Regions from separate parts of the Mus musculus genome. Here all the other regions are linked to region 2. A link is a contact called in public Hi-C and HiChIP or PLAC-seq data. All regions are on one chromosome and are shown on one strand. Each heading gives the region's core, a stretch centred on a gene start, on an enhancer-like site or on the middle of the called end of the contact. The rest is flanking DNA. Distances are from core to core; before and after follow the strand shown.

Region 1 (3,703 bases), core at 564-3,063, 540 kb before region 2:
AAAACAAAAAAAAAAGAAAAAAGAAAAAGAAAAAAATTATTTGATTCTATGGATTATTCTATTTATTCCCTTTTGCAGGAAAAAAAAAAAAAAAAGCAATGGCCAGATACACACGGTTTCTGAGGCTGCCCAACAGTCAGTGGCAAATGCTCTTTTAATTCTTTTTTTTTTTTTAAGATTTATTTATTTATTTATTATATATAAGTACACTGTAGCTGTCTTCAGACACTCCGGAAGAGGGAGTCAGATCTCATTACGGGTGGTTTTGAGCCACCATGTGGTTGCTGGGATTTGAACTTCAGACCTTCGGAAGAGCAGTCGGGTGCTCTTACCCACTGAGCCATCTCACCAGCCCGTGGCAAATGCTCTTGACTGCCGTCCCAGAAATATTATTTGATATGTGAGCCATTCTATAAAGTCCTCTTCAACAACCTTTGTAACTGCTGCAGCCTTGTTCAGAGCCCATGCACTTCTTTATGTTGGGAAATGAAGTCTAGAAATAGTTCCTATTTCTTTCCTCCTCTATACCCATTGAGAATGTAGGTGGCTCAAAGGCCACACCTACCTCAGTCTACATTCTCCTGAGCCCCAGAAATCCCTGTCAACAAGGACTCTGTGAGCCTCATCCCACTGAAGGTGCATGAAACCTGGCTGAGGGATGGTCAGAAGGTCAGGGGAAGGGCAGGTATCTGATCTGTAGATGAGAGGATAGAGGAGTGTTCTCTAGGTTGTGCCAATAGAGAAACTGTCCTGGGAGTCTGTATTAACTCTTCATTATATCATCTATATTTCTGTGATTGATCCCCATCCCCAAATTTTGAAGGCACAAAGCTATATAAGATCAATTTGTAGGTCAAATCGACAGCAAATGTTTTAAGTTAGTTATAATCAACCCTGGATCCTTCCACCCCGCCTTTATGCATCCTTTAATCTTATTAGAGTTCAATGCCAATAATCTAAAACATCACATCATATTCTCAGGCTTCGCCGGGTTGCTTCTAATCACTCCATAGGGTGAGTCACCTGGCCTCTGATCCTGCTCCTAGAACCTCCTTCCCTCCACCTGATCCAAAGCAACAAGAATGCCATTTCCTTCTTCCAAGAAGGTCTGTGTTGGTGTAAGTAGAATAAAGAATTAATTAACCATATTTTTCATGATACATTTCTAATTTAAATATTCTTCCTTCTAGACAGTAAGAGTCATTGTCGTATTTCAATACAAACTTGTTGGAAATGTAATTAACAAAAAGACAGCCTCCCTGATTGGACAGGAATTCAGGCTTTTGTGAGGTTCATCTCCAGGTGGTCTTTATCCTGCCCACTCTGCTGGAATCTCTCTCCTGATTACAGTTACAGTGTCTGTCACCTTCCCCACAGAGCACTCCAGGTCCTTTCCTTTCCCCCTACTGAGCAAGCCAACTTTTAAAAGTACACCCTTTTTTCCCTTCCTATTTGTTAAAGTCTAACAAAAGGGAGATAAACAGATTAGAAGCAACACAGAAGGTTTGCTCAGGAGTATGGCTTCGCTATCACAAAGCTGTTGAAATCTTAAGAAACCCAAGTTTTCAGTAATCATGTAAGACAACAGTGATTTCAGTGGGAATAGGTGGGAGGGAATAGGGGCTTGGAGAGTTCAGATGCAAAACAACAAAGTTATTTTAAGGAGCAACCCTAATGATCCTTGGCTGGAATTCCGGGTAGACTGCCAGGTGAGCTTTTGGCTGGCAGGCTTGGTGCCCTTCAAACCATCCCATAGTATGGCTTGCACCTGTGGGAAAAGCTGATCCTTTGGAGCGCCTGGGGCAAAGGAGAAGAGCCCGGATGCTGTGTTCTGGCTGGGGAGACTCAGGCAGTAGCACCACCCACAGGAAGTTGGGATAAGTGCCTTCCTTAGAGAGAAAGCAGCCAGGCTTATGGTAAAAGACATCCATCCAAAGAAGAAGCAACGGGAAAGGTTGTAGCTGAAATGGTGTCAGAGAAGCCCTGTGACAAAGGCAGACTTCGAAAGTATATAGTACTTGAAGTTCTAGCTAGAGCAATAAGACAACACAAGGAGAACAAGGGGATACAAATTGGCAAAGGAGAAGTCAAGGTATCACTATTTGCCGATGATATGATAGTATACATAAGCGAACCTCCCTCCTCCCCACCCCAAATTCTACCAGAGAACTTCTACAGCCGATAAACAACTACAGCAAAGTAGTTGGATATAAAGTTAACTCAAACAAATCGGTAGCCTTCCTTTTATACATATGCTAAATGGGTTGAGAAAGGAAGTAGGAAAACAACACACTTCACAATAGTCACAAGTAATATAAAATGCCTTGGAGCAACTCTAACCAAACAGATGAAAGATCTGTATGACAAGAACTTCGAGTTTCTTTTTTTTTGTTTTTTTCTTTTCTTTTTTCTTTTTGGTTTTTCGAGGCAGAGTTTCTCTGAATAGCCCTGGCTCTTCAGGAACTCACTTTGTAGGCCAGGATGGCCTTGAACTCAGAAATCTGCCTGCCTCTGCTTCCCAAGTGCTAGAATTAAAGGCATGCACCACCACTGCCCGGCAAACTTCAAATTTCTTAAGAAGGAAATTGAAGAAGACCTCAGAAAATGGAATGATATTCCATGCTCATGGATTGGTAGAATAACATAGTAAAAATGGCCATCCTACCAAAACCAATCTACAGATTCAAGGCAATCCCTATCAAAATCCCAACGCAATTCTTCAAAGATATGAAAGAGCAATTCTCAGTTTTATATGGAAATACAAAAGTAACAGGTTGGTCCTGGACTATCATCCTGGACAGTGTGACAGAAAGCTGACCATCATTTCCTGTGGTGGGTACAGACCTTGCAGTCTAAAGAACAATGCAACATAAAGGAAATGAAGGGAAAAGAGGAAACAGACCCTCTGTGTTATGCATTTTGCTTCTTTCTGTTTCCTTCAGTTTTATAACCATGACTTGAAGGGACTTATAAATTACTGTAAAGACCATCAGCAAAGAAAGTAAAAGGTTACAGTTTGGTTATGGGTCCTAAACAAACAAACAAACAAACAAATAAAAGAACTAGAGTTAAGACTTGATTTTCTAAAAATCTAAACCCAAACCATGTAGCTATTAAATATTGACTTAGGGTTGTATAAGTCACTTAAATACTTAGTAATTGTCTTAAATGCTTCTTTCACTTAGTGACCAAAGACATACATAACAATCATATTAGCCTAGTGCCTAGGGAGATGGCTCCGCCTGTAAAGTATGTGCCAGCACAGCAGGAGGATCTGAGTCTGATCCCCAAATCTGCAAAACAAGCACAGCGTGGTGGTGTCTGTCTATAATTAGACCATTTGGGAGGCAGAGGCAGGAGGTTCCTTAGGGATGGCTGGACAGCCAGCCTAAATGATAAGTAAACTCCGGGGTCAGTGAGAAGCCCTGCCTTAAAAATGAGGTGAAGGCATCCTTTTGAATACCTGGTCCCCAGTTGGTAGAACTATTTAGAATGGGTTAGGCGAAGGTGTGTCTTTGGGTGTGGCCTTTGAAGTCTGAAAATACTCCATTCCCAGTTAGTTTTTTCTGTGTTGTTGTTGTGTTTGATGAGAGCTCTCAGCTGCTCCTTCAAAACCATAGCCTCCCACTATGCTCCCAGCCATGCTGATCCTAGACTCTAACCCTGTGAATCCACAAACCACAAATACATTCTTTCTTCTATA
Region 2 (3,737 bases), core at 534-3,033:
TATAGATTATAGGGCAACAAATTGTGCAGTGGAAATATGAACCAGAGTTAAAGGCATGAGGGAAGCAGTTCCTTGGAGATACCGAGAGAAAGAGGATAGAGTTTCCATCCTGAGGGCTCTGGCTGTGAGAAACTATCTACTGATGGGTCACAGTGACCACGTTGTGCAGGAGGAGTGGAGGACTTCCTTCTCCATCTGGCTTTGCTTTGAGGCAGAGCAGGAAGCTGCTGCAAGGACATTTCACACAACTGAGAAAAAGCAGAGAGGGGAGGGAACACAAAGGCTCACAGGGGAAATCAAAGGGTTAGCCTTCCAGTGCCTATTGAATTTTGCAATTAGGTTTTTATTATTAATCACAAAAGCTATTATGTGTTCTATGCCAGGCGAAGCTCACCCACATGATCTCATTGGAGCCTCTCGACCACTCTTGAAGTCTATGGCATTATCTGCAGAGCTGTTCCCAGGGTGACTAAGGGCAGAATTCAAACAGCTGAACAGTGGGTTGAGAAGTGACTGAGAGGGGGAGACCATGGTCTGCATTTGGGATACATTTGGGATAATTTGGGATAAAAGGATTGAGAGTCTACTAAAGACCAGACCTGTGCCACTCACTGAGTACTGGTTTCTAGTATTACTCCAACAAAACTCTAGGAGGGTTTATCATTCCCCAACAAAGGAGAAACTAAATGTTGAAGGCTCATTGTGACCTGCGAACCTATTTCTTTTCAAAAATGTCAATGCACCAGAGATGGGACAGTTTCCCAAAAGGGACATTGACTGAGAGTCCTACTGCCAGGAGCCATGGCAAGGGCATAGTCTGCTTAAGCCAATTTAAATGTCCGTTCCATTCTTAAGTATGTAGAGATCCTAGAGTAGAAGTCAGGCAAGTCAGGCTCCCTGGGTTTGGAGCCCAGTTCTGCCACCTGCTAGGAATCATCTTTTCTCTCAGTCTTTTAGTCTGCAACATGGGATTTGTTTGAAGGTTCTTTGAAAACAATGCACAATGCCTACGGCCCATGATTTGTGATATAGGCCTGGATCCCGCGTGCTAGAGAGGCTGAAGCAGCAGGGGTCTGAGGTCAAGGCCAGCCCTGGCTACACAGTGAAATCCTGTCTGGACACAGGGGATGACAAGTACCTAGGATATGTTATTTGCAGTAAACAGTGCTGGCTAGCAGTTTAATGTTTCTCTGACACCATAGGGTGCTGGCATGGCGTGGACAACAGAACTAGTTATATTCGAGTCTGCACACCAGGTTCTTCCTAAAGGCCCTGACTCATTCTCACATCAGCTGTCTTCAAGGAAACCTATTGAGAGAGGTCTGACAGTGCGAGCTGGACTTGTGGTAGTTAGCTTATCTTTTTAAAACATGGGGTGGAATTTCATTTTGTTTATCTCCTCCGAAGAAGATGAGGATGTATGTGAAAAGAAACTCTATGAAGAATAAGCTGTAGGAGGGCAGCGCAGGTGTCTGGGTACAGGGCCCTTCCAAGTGTCCCAGGGAAGGAGCCAACTGTGGTGTTCGTATAGTGGTGATTTTATATGGAATCAGCGGAATACAAAGCAAACTGCAAATAGCCAAAACCTCTACAACAAACAAAGGGAACAAAAAACAAAAAATAAAATAAGAACAAATAAGGGAAAAGAAACTGCTACTTGCCTCTGCCTTTTTGCTAGGAGGAATGTAGCCACTTGTGCTCAGATTTTTTAAAAAGTCCCTCCTACTCTTCCTCCATCCTCCCCTCGCCAGCGCCACCTGCCCCTCCCCGTGCGCCCTCCCTAGTCTCTCCCTACCCTTCTGGTTCTGGCTCCCTGGTTACTTCGCTCCAGGCTTCTCTCTTCTGGAGGTAGTCTTGCTCCAGCTGCCTTAGGAAGGCGAGCCAGAGGCTAGAGGGAGAACTCGCTGCAGGCGGACCGGACAGATCAGATCAGGACAAGAAGGAACAGAACCAGTCTCTCTATCTCTGTCTCTCTGTTCGTCACTGTCTCTGTGTCTCTGTCTCCCTGTCTCCCTCTTTCTCTGTCTGTCTGTCTGTCTTCACACACACACACACACACACACACACACACACACACACACACACACCACACGTCCTCTGAGAACTCAGCTGGCTGCGACAGCGCACACCCCGCCCCGGCACGCGTCCCAGGCTGGTGGAGCGCAGATCCAGATCCCCATAGCGGCAGCCCGGCCGGGTGTTCCCAGTCTCAGGTGGCACGGAAGGGAGAGCCCGCGCTTGACAACTCGGCTGCGCTCGCCCAGACCTTCCGCCCTCCGGCTGGCCGGCGAGAGGAGCTGAGCGGGCGCGGCTGCCACCCAGAGCCCACCTGCCGACCCTCGCGGCCTCGCTCCAGCTGTGCCCGGCTCTCAGTGTCCCGCTCCGCAGCTGGAGCACCACCCCGGCTCTGCCGCCGTCCCTTTCGCCTCCGAGGTGTCGCGGGCGACCCGAAGTAGAGCGGTGCGACAGCAGGACTTCGCTATGGCCGGGGCGCGCGGGCTGCTCTGTCTATGGCTAGGTTACTTCTGCCTGAACCTGGCACAGGGACAGAGACCAAACTTGCACCTCCCGGGACTCCGTGAGACTGAGCCAAGCGACCGCGCGACAGGTGGTAGCCCGAGTCCGGACCTGAGGCCGCACGACAAGGTGTCGGAGCATATGCTGTGGCTCTATGACAGGTACAGCGGCAGCAGTAGAGTCCAGGCTACCCGGACACCGGGCTCGCAGCTCCCGGGTCCTCAGCCCCTGCGCGGTGGTAACACGGTCCGCAGCTTCAGAGCCGCAGCCGCAGGTGAGTGGGAGGGAGAGGGAGCCCATCCCACCCCGGGGTGCAGAGGACAGCCCCTCCCGCCGTGCCACTCCACTCCGCTGTCTCCTGGCGGTACACTGTAGGGACCTTTCTCATATGCTGCCGTCTGGTCCCCTCTGCCCTCTCGGAATTTTCCAGGGACGTTCCGGATAAGCCTAGTTTGAGCCCAACTGAGACGGGAAAGCAGAAGAAAAGCTGGGACAGTGGCAAGGCTTAGTTAGAGGTGCAGCAGGAAAGAGGCCAAGGGAGGACACCCAGGGTCCAGAAGCCCTCTTCCAGGCACCCCTACGGAGATCTTATGCTGATGATTTAATTGCTCTGCTCGGCATAAATTCCCTCCGACGGGCTTTGGCAGCGTTTAGATCGAAGTGAATGCCATGTTATGCCAACCCTGGGCCCAGAGAGAGAAAAGCATACTCAACAGGCACTTCTCCAGACACAGAACTCACTCTTAACTCCTGCGACCTTTGGGTTGCTATATCTGACACGTTCTTCTTGATAGTCCCCTAGTGGCAAACACACAAACAAAACCAGGTGCGTGAGTGTTTAGATTATTTCTAACCCATCTGGCAAATAAGTCTTGCGAGATCCAAGCTGGGAAGCGTTAGCTTGGGAAGAGACCTCCTCTGGTGGAGAGTAAACACCTCTTAGTATCAGCGATGAAAATCTCATCTTCCCGGTTTTTTTTTTTTTTTTGGTTTATTTTTTTCAACACAGATCCTTGAGGCTGAAATTCATGGCTTAAAGCCACCCCACCCCACCCCTGCCAGCTCCTGTGCTGAAGCGAACAGTTTATAATAACAGGGTGAGGGCAAAATCTCTGGACACTCACTGTTGATCTGCTTTAAGGATGCACTAGGGTTTGTGTACATTACCTTCAGGATTAAAGGAAAGGTGATTGAAAAGTCTGCCTTCCAGACTTGGGTTG
Region 3 (3,713 bases), core at 31-2,530, 670 kb before region 2:
GTGCCTGGGCTCACCTTGCACATCATAGGGTGGACGAAGCTTCTGAGGTGTTGTCCCGAATGGAACTAGGACAGAAGGGGAAGGAAAAGTTGGGGAGCGTTTGACTTAGTAAATGCACAAATCAAGAAAGTAAGTTGCACCAAATAGGATAGTGTATTCATTTTTTTGGGCACTCAGCCCAGAAAGATAAAGTGGATTTGTTATGGGGAGGATGGCTAAGTGGCCTAGGGGCGATGCTAACTAACCATGTGGGGTGTGTGTGTGTGTGTGTGTGTGTGTGTGTGTGTGTGTGTGTGTGTGTGTGTTTGCTCACTAAGCAGGGTCGTCTCCTTACACATGCCTGGAATGCAGCCAACGTTTCCAGTTTGAGTTCCCCTATGTGGCACATCTGCGATTCCGCTGCCCCAAGAGACTTCACAGCACTGATGCGAATCCCCAAGACGAGCAAGGGGGCGGCTTGGGCACTAAGGACCACGGCGGCGGCGGCGGTGGTAAAGAGCAACAGCAGCAGCAACAGCAGCAGCAACAGGAGGCGCCGTTGATCCCGGGCCCCAAGTTCTGCAAAGCCGGCCCCATACACCACTACCCCGCGTCATCCCCGGAGGCGAGCAACCCGCCGGGCTCCGCGGGTGCCGGCAGCGCCAAGCCGTCCACGGACTTCCACAACTTGGCTCGGGAACTGGAAAACTCCCGGGGAAGCAGCAGTTGCGTAGCGGCCCCGGGCGTCGGCAGTGGCGGCAGCGGCCACCAGGAGGCGGAGCTGAGTCCCGACGGCGTCGCCACCGGCGGCTGCAAAGGCAAGAGGCGGTTCCCAGAGGAGGCGGCGGCGGAGGGCGGCGGCGCGGGGCTGGCGGGCGGCCGTGCGCGCTTCTCCGAGAGGCCGCTGGCGACCTCCAAGGAGGAGTTGGTGTGCACGCCGCAGCAGTACCGCGCCGCCGGCAGCTACTTCGGCCTGGAGGAGAACGGCCGGCTCTTCGCGCCGCCCAGCCCGGAGACTGGCGAGGCGAAGCGCAGCGCCTTCGTGGAGGTGAAGAAGGCGGGCCGCGCGGTGGGCTTGCAGGAGGAGGCGGCGGCGACAGACGGCGCAGGGGGCACGGCCGAGGACCCCGACGCGGGAGGCGGTGTCGCCGGCGGCGGCAGCAACGGCTCGTCCACCCCCGCGGCGGGGTCGCCTGGGGCCCCCGAGAAGTTGCTGGCTCCGCGTCCCGGAGGCTCTCTGCCCGGACGGCTGGAGGGCGGGAGCCCCGCGCGCGGCAGCGCCTTCACCTCGGTGTCGCAGCTGGGCGGCGGTGGCGGCGCGGGGACCGCGGGGACTGCGGGGGGCTCGGGGGGCGGCCAAACGGCCGCATCGGACGAGCGGAAGAGCGCCTTCTCGCAGCCCGCGCGCTCCTTCTCGCAGCTGTCCCCGTTGGTCCTCGGCCAGAAGCTGGGCGCTCTCGAGCCGTGTCACCCGGGAGACGGCGTGGGTCCCACCAGACTCTACCCGGCCGCCGCCGATCCGCTGGCTGTGAAGCTGCAGGGGGCAGCGGACCTGAACGGAGCCTGCGGGCCCCTGGCGAGCGGCGGTGGCGGTGGCTTGCCCAAGCAGAGCCCCTTCCTCTACGCCACCGCCTTCTGGCCCAAGAGCTCGGCTGCGGCGGCAGCGGCGGCGGCGGCCGCCGCCGGGCCCCTGCAGCTGCAACTGCCCTCCGCGCTCACCCTGCTGCCGCCCTCCTTCACTTCGCTGTGTCTGCCCGCGCAGAACTGGTGCGCCAAATGCAACGCCTCCTTCCGCATGACCTCCGACCTGGTGTACCATATGCGGTCTCACCACAAAAAGGAGTATGCCATGGAGCCCCTGGTGAAGCGGCGGCGGGAGGAGAAACTCAAGTGCCCCATTTGCAACGAGTCCTTCAGGGAGCGTCACCACCTGTCCCGGCACATGACCTCGCATAATTAATTGTTGCGTAAAAGACTCCGGCTTTCCACGCGTGTGCACGCACAGTCAAGCCACCTGCAGGAGCAGACACGCGAGGATGACATCCACCACTACCTTATGCCCCCAAACACTGCAACCAAACACGTGCACACACAGGTCCCTCCCCTCGCCAGGAGCCTCATCATCCAAATGTTTAATTTCACACACACACACACACACACACACACACACACACACACACACGCACGCACGAACGCACACACGGACGCACGCACACGATGCACAGGATGGTGGATTTTGGATTGGGTGGGTTGTTTGAGCGGGGTTTTCTTTTGAATGCACGAATTTTCACTTTCCCAAAAACAAAAGTACATTTTTAAAAAAATGTCATATATTGCAACATATTGATGCATTTGTCATACGTTTCTACTTAAATTATTAAGCACTTATGGTTTAGATGTAATAATTATATGTAAGGACAAAGTTTATTTTAGATATAAAGTAATGGAGGAAGAGGAGATGCGTTCTGCATTTCCTGATGACAGCTGTGTTCTTACAAAAATAAACAAAATGGATAAAAAGGGGGGCGCCATTCGGTTTAAGTTTCCAGGGGGAAGTGCATGTATCATGAAATGATTATGGACTTCAGTGAAGAATGTCATCAATGATGTAAATATGTATTCCCTTTTAATACAAAGTGTAATTTTGTGCCAGTGACATGGAGTCTGAATAGTTATGTGTTTCTTCTATCCCTAAGAGATTTATTAAACGGTATAGTTTATCCAGGTATGTTGGATGCTTTGACAATAAATAACTATTTTCCTCAAAGCAAATATTTGGAAAGTTTACAAAAAATATTTTTAGGTCAGTATAATACTTTGGATAGTTGATGCCTTTTCGTTGACTCCTTGAAAAGAAGCAAGGAGACCACAGCTTCCTCTGCAGGTATTAACTACAAGCCAGTTTTGAGCCTAAGGGTGTTGATTGTCACTTGAAGATTCTCTATCTGAAAGGTGTTGGGTTTAAGGATCAAGGACAAATCACTTAGGTGCAGTAATTGCCATACAGGTTCCCTGTCAGAACTTTGTAGGTGTCTCTTCCAGAAGGAAAAGAATTACTCTCCACATAAGTGACCAATCTGCATTTTTTAAGCCCACTTTAGGATCTAGTAGTGATACTTCCCCCAAGGGATGTCCTACATTCTAGAACTTCAAGCTTCCTATCATCCATTAAGGACACATAGAGAATCTATCAAGTAATACAATTTGAAAGACCGAGGTTTGCTGATGGTATATCAAAGGCCTCCGTGTCCACACATGTCTATCTGGGAGTGATCCTGAGACAAAGATACCGAGGAACCAACTGGTTCTTTATGAAAAGTCGCTGTCATCTTGGCTTCTGACTTCAGTTCTTAGAGAACATCATGTTTGTGTCTGGTGTACACTGAAGCCTCTACACTAAAAACCAAATGACCAATGAGCCTTCTTTGCAGCAACCTCACCCCCACCAACACACACACACACACACACACACACACACACACACACACACACACACCTCTCTCTCTCTCTCTCTCCTTCCCTCCCCTCCCCCCTCCCCCCATTGAACCCTTAACTACACCTCCCTTTTTGTTGATTTCCCCCTTCCATGTGAAGGATGCTTGTGGAGAGATCTCTAGTGGGAACTTCACACATGTCTTCATCTCAAGGCTTTTCAAAAACTTTCCCTAAAGGATTTTGAAGCCTTCATTGTTTTAAGGCCACCAGACAGCAAGTTGCATTTAGAACAGGGACCC

The links. A called contact is a pair of places that touch in the nucleus more often than the background predicts. HiChIP or PLAC-seq counts read pairs in DNA pulled down with a chosen protein or histone mark.
Region 1: a contact with region 2 is called in an H3K27ac HiChIP or PLAC-seq map of epiblast stem cells, with 11 times the contacts expected there. The contact joins the enhancer-like site here to the promoter of Bmp3 in region 2. A contact is called at or near these places in 13 of 39 promoter capture datasets (3T3-L1-derived adipocytes, the C10 cell line, the HPC-7 cell line and 8 more), 1 of 484 Hi-C or Micro-C datasets (nephron progenitors), 10 of 115 datasets of contacts at active chromatin or transcription factors (embryonic basal ganglia, embryonic forebrain, embryonic hindbrain and 7 more) and 2 of 9 other capture datasets (adipose tissue and embryonic stem cells).
Region 3: a Hi-C map of embryonic stem cells shows a contact between it and region 2, with 4 times the contacts expected there. The contact joins the promoter of A730035I17Rik here to the promoter of Bmp3 in region 2. A contact is called at or near these places in 16 of 39 promoter capture datasets (the 3T3-L1 cell line, the SN4741 cell line, cranial neural crest and 8 more), 1 of 15 datasets of contacts at CTCF or cohesin (stem cell-derived epiblast-like cells), 29 of 484 Hi-C or Micro-C datasets (the HL-1 cell line, cardiomyocytes, embryonic fibroblasts and 11 more), 12 of 115 datasets of contacts at active chromatin or transcription factors (astrocytes, differentiating embryonic stem cells, embryonic basal ganglia and 6 more) and 1 of 9 other capture datasets (embryonic stem cells).

Annotation. Positions count from the first base shown.
Region 1 is chr5:98,308,893-98,312,595 of GRCm38.p6, forward strand. No RefSeq gene overlaps it. Among named protein-coding and RNA genes, the nearest start is that of Cfap299, 19 kb to the right of the region's middle. Within about 2 kb of position 1,814, at least 11 of the 459 cell types and tissues checked have an H3K27ac peak or open chromatin away from gene starts, as enhancers often do. A contact at or near this core is called in epiblast stem cells, where this site is marked.
Region 2 is chr5:98,852,632-98,856,368 of GRCm38.p6, forward strand. Bmp3 (bone morphogenetic protein 3) reads left to right here and starts at 1,784. Exons shown (of 3, transcript NM_173404.5): 1 at 1,784-2,791. The coding sequence starts at 2,482. It overlaps Gm34563 (a long non-coding RNA gene), which reads right to left and starts at 1,876. Exons shown (of 3, transcript XR_389376.3): 1 at 1,796-1,876. RefSeq lists a silencer at 166-670 and a promoter at 1,008-1,871.
Region 3 is chr5:98,184,704-98,188,416 of GRCm38.p6, forward strand. It overlaps A730035I17Rik (RIKEN cDNA A730035I17 gene), which reads right to left and starts at 1,281. Exons shown (of 3, transcript NR_153823.1): 1 at 341-1,281; 2 at 15-65. Prdm8 (PR domain containing 8) reads left to right here. Exons shown (of 4, transcript NM_029947.2): 4 at 321-2,745. The coding sequence ends at 1,939.